Regions from separate parts of the Mus musculus genome. Here region 2 is linked to region 1. Evidence: chromatin contacts called from public promoter capture Hi-C data. All regions are on one chromosome and are shown on one strand. Each heading gives the region's core, a stretch centred on a gene start, on an enhancer-like site or on the middle of the called end of the contact. The rest is flanking DNA. Distances are from core to core; before and after follow the strand shown.

What was found. Capture Hi-C pulls out chosen DNA fragments and counts their contacts.
Region 2: a contact with region 1 is called in a promoter capture Hi-C map of liver, with 2.7 times the contacts expected there. The contact joins the promoter of 1700017L05Rik here to the promoter of Aasdh in region 1. A contact is called at or near these places in 2 of 484 Hi-C or Micro-C datasets (CD4 T cells and muscle stem cells) and 2 of 9 other capture datasets (adipose tissue and liver).

What each region holds. Positions count from the first base shown.
Region 1 is chr5:76,903,273-76,908,111 of GRCm38.p6, forward strand. It overlaps Aasdh (aminoadipate-semialdehyde dehydrogenase), which reads right to left and starts at 2,204. Exons shown (of 16, transcript NM_173765.4): 1 at 2,151-2,204; 2 at 937-1,108.
Region 2 is chr5:77,464,010-77,468,620 of GRCm38.p6, forward strand. 1700017L05Rik (RIKEN cDNA 1700017L05 gene) reads left to right here and starts at 1,479. Exons shown (of 2, transcript NR_131050.1): 1 at 1,479-1,808.

The sequences.
Region 1 (4,839 bases), core at 954-3,453:
ATTAACATATATCAGAGAAAAATAAGATTTATCAAGTGTCATATTATTCCAATTCTTTACCTGTTCATACTTAAGCGGTTTACTTACTGATTCAGAATAGAATTACTCTTCAATTTGTCATTTAATTACTATCCAACTGAGTTAAAGAAAAGGCCTTCTTAAACCCATAAAGTCAAAAAAGGATACAAAAAAACTGAAATGTGATTCCTAACTATTAAATTTTAAAGAACAAGACTATTTTGATACTTAGGGTATTTTTAAACAAATATTTCCATAAATCTAACTTTTATGTACACAAAAGATGATTTTCCACAAATGGCCATTAAACAAATCATATGATCTACATATAGTATGTTCTACAGGATATAGGGGATGAGTTTATTTTGGGATATAAGTGTAGCCAGGCGTGGTGGCACACACCTTTAGTCCCAGCACTCGGGAGGCAGAGGCAGACAGATTTCTGAGTTCGAGGCTAGCCTGGTCTGGTCTACAAAGTGAGTTCCAGGACAGCCAGGGCTACACAGAGAAACCTGTCTCAAAAAAAAAAAAGGGGCTGGTGAGATGGCTCAGTGGGTAAGAGCACCCGACTGCTCTTCCGAAGGTCCGGAGTTCAAATCCCAGCAACCACATGGTGGCTCACAACCATCTGTAACAAGATCTGATGCCCTCTTCTGGAGTGTCTGAAGACAACTACAGTGTACTTACATCTAATAAATAAATAAATCTTTAAAAAAAAAAAAAAAAAAAAAAAGAGAAGAAAAGAAAAAGAAAGAAAGAAAAAGAAAAAAAAAAGGCTATTGCAGTAGAGTATCTCCTGCTATTTTTGCCTACAGAAGACCACAGAATACCCAAATAAATTTTGTTAAGCGCCCAATTTTCCACATTAATGTATTATACATATTTTTACAAAAATCTAGTTTGAACCTGGGGATGTACCTCAGGAGTTAAACCGTCCTTGTTCTTTCAGAAGACACAGATTCCATACCAGCACCCAACTGGGGAGCTCAATACAGTCCATAGTTCCAGTTCTGGCTGATCCCACAGCCTTTGAAGACACCAGGCACGAACATGGTGCACTTACATACATGCAGGTAAAACACTGCTATACCTAAAATTAAAAAAAAAAAAAAAAGTCTGTTTAAAAGCTGCCTTTTCTCTAAAAAGCAAGCACGTGTAACTGCTATTTTCTCACAAGAAAATATAATCTACTAACATAATTCACAGCAGTAGAATAACAAGACTATAACTTAGGTTTTTTTTGTTTGTTTTGTTTTTTCGAGACAGGGTTTCTCTGTAGCCCTTGCTGTCCTGGAACTCACTTTGTAGATCAGGCTGGCCTCGAACTCAGAAATCTGCTTGCCTCTGCCTCCTGAGTGCTGGGATCAAAGGCGTGCGCCAACACGCCCGGCTATAACTTAGTTCTTAAAATGTCATTTTTATAACTAGCTACAAAACTCACCACACAAAATCTATAATTAAGGAGTTTTTCTACTTTGAATTTAAAAGCTCCCAGTGGCAAAATTCAGTCTTGTCCAGATATTCATGTCAGCCATTGAATTTTATGTCTCTGTCCCTGTCTTTGTCCCCCTCCCCTCCCTTCAGACTGACTTGGGCCATCGAGATGGGTCAGTGGAGAAACTAACTTGCCATCACACCAGAAAACCTAAGTGTGATCACGGGACTCACATAATGGAAGGAGAGAACCCACTTCCGAAAGGTCCTTTTTGTTTCTTCACCATGCTGCACGCGCACACACGCACAATTTTAAATTAAAAAAAAAAAAAAGAAAAGGAAAGAAAAACAAGTGAGCCATGAAAAGGGATGACCTAGCAAGCAAATTTCGTGTTATAGCCTTAAGATTAGCAGCTCGGTAATGTACAACTGTAAATAAAGCCATTTAATCACCAACAGATCCTGATCTTAAGGGTTCTCCCTATACTGGGCATTATATATATAGGTAAATTATCCGTCTGCATCTTATACTTCTCACGCAGCCACCTTAATTACAATCACAAAAGCCTCTCGTTGGCTCTCGGAACCACGCTAAGAGGTGGCGCAGCAGGTGACCGAGGTGACCCACACAGCCGCTCCAAGCTGGGGTCCGGCAGCTCACAAAGTCTCCCCGGGTCGCCCGCGCTCTCCCGCCCCACCTTCTCACGACAGCGCGTGGCGTGCACTTCCTAGCCCAGCCGCAGACGCTCAGCAGCCGTAAAACGGACCTCTGCGTCATCTTCGGGCGCCCGTGACGTCACTCCAGCGTCGGGGGGCGGGCTCTCGCCTACGGGGCTCCGCCCAGACGTGGCGCACAGGTCTCCGCCGCGTTTGGCCCAACGGGTTTGGTCCGTGCGGATTCAGCCCTGCCGCTGAAGGTGACGCTTCAGGCAACATGCCTGTGCGTCTGCGTGAATTTGAGTGTTCCGTGTGCCTGCAGGGGCCGATGATTCCCTGGAGCATAGTCCCAGGTGGTTGTGAGCCACCACATGGGTGCTGGAGACCTAGAAGGGACCTCTGGATGGCCAGTGAGCTTCCTTGACAGCAGAGCCATATCTCCGAGACCCGGAGTCTCCTCGTTCCTTAAAGTGCGGGTAGAAATATCCCAAAGGCTGAAGTGAAGTAATCACCGCCTAATTGGCGAGTAAATTTGGCTTATCCCCTCCACACCTTCTGGGAACATACTCAAGATTGGTTGCGACCGTCATGGCAGCGGTGAAGTATGCCAGGGAAGCCCCCTGTCAGAATGAAACTCCTAACTGGCGTTTGCAGCTATTTACAACACTTCCCTATGAGGAAACCCAGGCCTGTCTGAGGTCAACAGCAGTCCCTAAAGCCACTGTATGCCTGGATGTGTGTTTTTCCGATGGCACAATTATTACAATAAATGGGAAGGGTCACCACTGTGGTGAGTTACTGTGCCCTCGCAGAGAGGAAAGATGGGATTTTTGTCTTGGTTCCTGTTGGGGGGAGAGGTGGAAGTGGCTAAGCACTATCTACATACAGTGCCTTAAAAAACAAAGGAGTGTGTCCTTATCTGCTGGAAAACAGAAGCTTGTAAGGGTCCATGAAGAATGACACCCTGGACTCAAATAGTATGTAAACACAAAGTGTGTTTTATTCTGTAGCTCAGCATGGTGGGGTCGTCCCCATTACAAAGACACAGAGTAAAAGCAAATGAGCTCGCAGGCTCCATTGAAAGCACATTGGAATTCCAGGGTAGGAGAGCTTTATCTTACTTATCTCTAGGCATTGTTACTGGGAAGTCTAGAAATCTTTGTAGAGGAAGTCTGGAAACTGTTGCTGACCCATTGTCCTTACCTCAGGCTAGGTGGCCAGGCAGTCTCAGATATCAGGGCAGTTCTGACTAACTGCCTGAAGCCTTTTTTTTTCTTCTTCTTCTAGTAACTGATTTGCCTGACCTTAGGCCTAGTCTCCTAAACTGCTAATTTGAAGCCTGTCATGGAATCAGATCTGCCTTCTCATCTGTCCCTCCAAACAGTGCAGGAAATACCTGTTTGAAAACCACATTTTCCTGTGTACTATGGGCCTCGCCAAACACCTTTTTAAGTGTTGTATTTGTTCTCTTAGCTTTCTATTGCTGTGATAAAACATGACCAAAAGCAACTTGGGGGAACCAAGATTTATCAAAGCACTATCACTATCACAAGTCAGGACAGGAACTCAAGGCCTGAATCAGAGACTGGAATAATGGTGGTTACTGGTTTGCTTAGCTTGCTTTTCTTTCTTTCCTTTTTAAAAATTGTTTTATGTGTATAGGTCTTTTAAGTGCATGTTTATGCAACACATGGTGCCTGGAGCAAGGCCACAAAATGATCTTACTAGGTTGTCTAGAACCAGAGTTAATTGTTGAGTCACCCTGTGGATACTGAGAATTAAACCTGGGCCCTCTGGAAGAGCAGCCCACCTGCCCAGGGGTGTCATTGCCCACATCAGTCATGCAGCAAGAAGAATGCCCAATGCGACGAAGTGTTTTCTCAGTTGAGGTTCCCTCTTTCCGCATGACTCTAGCTTGGGTCAGGCTGACAAAGAACTAGCCAGCACACTTGACTTTTCTCTCTCTAGAAAGAACACCGTCTTTTTTTTTAAAAAAAAAAGATTTATTTATTATTATATCTAAGTACACTGTAGCTGTCTTCAGACACACCAGATCAGGGCATCAGATCTCATTACAGATGGTAGTGAGCCACCATGTGGTTTCTGGGATTTGAACTCAGGATCTTCAGAAGAGCAGTCCGTGCTCTTAACCACTAAGCCAACTATCTAGCCCAGCCAGAACACCGTCTTTTACCTGCCCAGTGGACCTCTCCTTTTAGCCTCCTGTTCAACTCGATGCTCTGTTGTTCCAGTCTCTGGTCAACGACATCAGAACGGCCTGGGCTGATTTTAAAGGGGAATCCCAATTCCTTATCCCTGTAGGCGGTCAAGCTTTTCCAGTCAGGGCCTGAAATTTACACTTTAAAAAGATTTTCATTGTGAACTGCTTTTTCCAATACTTTCAGTATGTCACGGCTTTATTTAAGGAATTCTTTAACTCGTTAACCCAACCCATAACACCTCATCCTTCAGATGTCTGATTCCAGCGTAGTTTGATTTTCTTCTCAATATTGCCATGTTGACCTGGAAGTTCAAGAACCTCCTGCCTTAGCCTCCCAAGTGCAGGATTATAGGCCTGTATCAGACCCAAAGCTTCTTTCTATTAGCACAAGAGTTTCTATCTAGGGATCTTAGCTTGGTTTAGTTTTTTTTTCCCAGTGATTTCCCAAGAATTTAAAAGACTGGAAATGAATCACAGCAAACATCTTTTATTAAAAGCCAAAGTATATA
Region 2 (4,611 bases), core at 229-2,728, 560 kb after region 1:
TCCAGCTGTGTCTCTGTGTGTGGTCTGGCCACTGGGCTCAGGTCAGTAGGCTGGGAGTGACCTATTGCTTTGGTTGTTTTAAACTAATTTTGTTTACTGGGCTTAAAAGGTAGCTCAGAGGTTAAGAGTTGTTTAGAATTTGATTTCCAGCACCAAGACCAGAAGGCTCACAACTACCCGCAATTCCACACTCAGGGCACACAACACCTTCATCTGATCTCTACAGGCACCTGCACTGAGGGGTGCATACCTCTCCCACATATACTCATAATTAAAATAATGAGTCTTAAGAATCGTTCGTATTTATTTTTGACAGTTTCCTCAATGTCTATCATAAATTTTAGTCCTTTTTACACTCTTCCCTGTCTCATCCCCTTCCTTTTCCTGTTGAACCCCCCCCCCCACTTTCCAACAAGCCCCCATCCTACTTTGATGCCCCCCCCCCCCCGTGTGTGTGTGTGTTTGACTTACTGAATCCAATTAAGATTCCTTGTATGGGTGAGAGGTTATTTGGAGCATGTGTGGTTTATCAATGGCTTCTCCACTGAAGAAACCACCCCCACCCCCCACCCCTGTCATGGACTGCGGATATGCTCTGTGGAGAGCCGAAGATACAAGGAGCTCCTCTCTAATCCATGATAAAACGCTGGCAGGCTGAACCTTGTACAGTCCTTGTGGCTCTCGGAGTTTCCTGTCAAGACTATTGGTGACTTTTCGAGCCTATCGTGAAGGAACTTCCCGTCCAGTTCTATCTCCCCATTTACATTGCTCTGGGTCCCGATGTAGCTGATATTTAAATCAGGCCCACGATGCTGTGATGGTATACCGTACAAGGCTCCAGTCTCAGCACAGGGCTGAGCCCTGAACACCTTCAAACATCAACAGTTAGTGACCGAGGCACCCGCCTTAGACCAGCTGAACCTATTATTAGTGAATGGAAGAAGACACAGCCAGCGGACCTTGTATGCTATCCCGAGGGCCTGTCAAGGCCTCTTTCACACTGTCTCCACCAGTCCCAGGCACGGTGGCTTCAGTTTGGAGGGAGCGGTGGAGAGCAGTGTATGTCGAGAGAAACACTGCCCCCTGGCTGCCATCCTGGTCTCTGGACGCTGGGTACTTTCATCTGAAAACCTCAAGCCAAAAGAAACTCAGGTTGATTGTTTCCAGGAGGCAAAAAAAGTGTCCCAAGATGGCTTGTTAGACATGAAAGTGGCCGGCGACTTCTAACTTGCAGATTTTCTTGCTAACAAAATATGATAAAGTTATGTCTCACTGGGGACACAGCTACATATTCATGAAAAAGAAACGGACTGGCAAAAATCCTCTAGCACAGTCTTAGTCATGCTTTCCGTGGGTGGTGGGGTCCTGACGAACTGGTTCTTACACACCCCGTTCTGCTGTCCAGATTTCTGACAATTGAGTATGTATTACGTCACAATGAGAACCCTGAATCCCGCCAACACATTTGCTTACCGAGCGGCAGACGCTGGAATGAACACCAGATGGGGAGGTCTGTGTGAATTTTTGCCACTGTCTCCTTCCCATCCTAGTTGTCCCAAATGAGAGGCCCGTGGGTCTGCCAGAGGAGAGTTCTGTATGGTACAAAGGCTTGGGGGGAATCTGTTCCCTGTCTTTCTACAAAGATGCTCGTCACAGCCCATCCCTGCCAAAGGCTGTCCCTGGGACACATATGATGGTTTCCAGTACTACCCTCGGGTTTGATGATTCCCTAGAGGGACTCTCAGGATCTAGCAAGGCTGTTGTCTTCACAGATATGGTTTGTACAGCGAAAGGATACAGATTAATAGGCATGTATCAATAACTACTATACGGGGTCACTCGTGTGTGTGTGTGTGTGTGTGTGTGTGTGTGTGTGTGTGCATAAGTGATTGATGCTTAGAGTCTTTTGAGGGAAGATGGATGGCCAGGAAGGCAAAGCGTCTAGAAATCATGTCATATGAAGGATATGACAGTATTTAATATGGAAGCAAGAAGGCCCACCTTACACTGCCTGTGTTTGATGGGTTGCCATGGAGAAGCAGAAGCAGACACATGAGGTCTAGTTCTAGAGGAGATGAGGAGATCCAATAAGGAAGGAGCAGGAGGCTGGAGCCTGCAGAGGTGACAGGAGCTCTCTAAGAATTACAAGTGCCCAATGGCAGATCCAGACTTCTAGACTGTTCAGTCCTTGACACTATGAGTGAGAAGATATGGCCCTTTGCAGGTTCACTGGGATGATCTCAGAGGTGCGTGGGAGCTTGGCTGACAGTGGCTCTACAGCTCTCTCTTCTAGTGTGTGCCTTGCTCATTTCTCTTGCTAGCATCCGGTAGGATGCACCATTCACAGCAGGCCTTGGGAGTACTTGGTAGTATTGCACCTTTGAAGGGGTTGCTAATCCCGTGGAATGTAGGAAGCAAAGGCCTCTTAGCCTCTACCTTGTTATCTCCCTAGATTGAAACCTCAGCTTGCCCTAGCCAGTGTTTCTTTTTAGGATGATTAAAGTCTTTGGCTCCGTCTGAACCCATTCATTTTAACTATTCCATTTCCCAAGAATATCATCTCATTACTTTTTCAATGACTCAATATTTTCAGCACAAGTGAACGAGTCCAGAAAGTCATTTCAGCCATTGATTATTTTTGGTAACCTTCTGATCTATTCTGAATCTCTCTTCTTTTAATTCTCATTTATGCCCTCCTGTCTCGTCATCTGTTCAGAGCTGAAAATAGTAACTTGGCTTGACCTTATTATCTACCGTTTAAGATTTTATGGTCTTTGGTTAAATCTCATCTTAATAAGTGTTCCTAGGCTGTAGATTATAGTTTTTCCATTCCTTCCTTAAAGGCTGCCCTTTGCAGCTCAAGTCTGTTATCACAGCACCAACTTCTCTGCCCTTCCCCAAATATGCCAACGTCTCACTTCATCTTTGTCATAAGCACTGACCTCAGAGCCAGCTTAGAAGGATATACCCGTGCTCCTAATGACCACGCCTCCTGCAGCTTTGAACCGTCTCCCAGTTCTGTTTGTGAATATATCGCAAATCCTGCTTGTGCAGGATCTGAAGTGTCACTGGGTGGGAAGGGAAACAAATGAAGTGGTAGCAGCCAAGCCTGCATTTAGCAATTTAGGAGTCAATATTTATGTGGGAGAAGAAACAGGACAACAGGAGAACGCTGGATATCTTTTCGGTCCATAGATATTAAAAACATACTTATTTTATGTTTAAATTTTGATAGAGGTACATATTGTATGTTGAACATATTCACCTTCCTCCAAGAATTCTTCCAGTGAGCCTTGACTGGCTGTCTAAGTGCACTGACTCTGGGTGATTTGAGATTTCTCTGTTTCAAGCTAGGTGCTGCCATTGCTTTCATGTGGCAGGATTTCCAGCCCCTCACCTTTCTGGGCATCTCCCTTCAAAGGTCTCTGAATGTCAATCATGTTCACAAAGCCCTTAGTGGAATGCTCTAGGCTGAACCTGTTTCTTCAAATGGAGCTGAGGAGGGTCAGCTGCTGGGACTTAAGACTTAAGAACACACAGGAAGGAAGTCACAGAACCTGAGGCAATCTGCAGCCTTTGAGAAGCCAGGATCTGGGGGGAATGAAGTCGTTTTGCTTCTTGGAGGTGGGGAGGACACAAAAGAGATACAAAGTTATTTTCATCCACCTTCTTGGGATGCCTCTGTCCCTGAGGAATCTGGGTGCCTTTAGTTCTTCTGCAGTCTGTCACTGAGTCCTGCCTGGGCACAGGTGCTCAAATCCATCGTCTTCAAAGCCCTCAGAGCTTGACTTGTTAGTAGATTTAATCCGAGAAGCAGCTTTGGCTCTATAGATAGCACTTCCATCATGGCGGAAGCCCTCTTCTGTGACCTTCAAGTCCTTTTCAGCCGTAGGACCCAGTTCACCTCCTGGGCAGAGCCATCTCTGATCAGCCTGTTGGACTCTAGCTCGGTTTAAACTACAGGGGGTTGACCTGAAGTGCCTTGGGCATTAGAAAGTTGAAAACTGTGACCCTTCAATACAGATCCTCATGTTGTGGTGACTCCCCCCAAACCATAATATTACTTTTGTTTCTACTTCCTAACTGTAATTTGCTACTGTTTGGACTCATAATGTAAATATCTGATACATAGGATATCTGATATGTGACCCCTCTGAAAGGGTCGTTTGACCCTCAAAGGGGTCATGACCCGTAGGTTGAGAACCCACCGCTCTAGAAAGCCTCTGTATCATGTCTGTCCCTGGTTCCCATCCAAGCCATCCTTTTCTCTGTAGAGTGGGATATTGCCCATGACTAGGTCACTACATTGTCCTCAGAGAGTTGGAAAAAGACTACGAGGTCCCCAAGGTGAGGTGACAGTACCTACTCACAGCCAGGCTTGTCATGAGCTTACCATTTTGTTTGGTCCCTTGAAGTTGGGGCTCTTGGCAAAACGAGAGTGGTGTAGAGTCTACGGGAACTCTTTAAAAGTGTGTTTCTCTGTCAGCAATAATGAAACATTATCATCAGTTATAAATGTAGATATATAGTTATAGTCTGCCCTGGTAACTTATTCCCGAGAAGCATTTTCAAAGAATAAAAATGTACTTCCCTTTTGACCGTATTTATTTG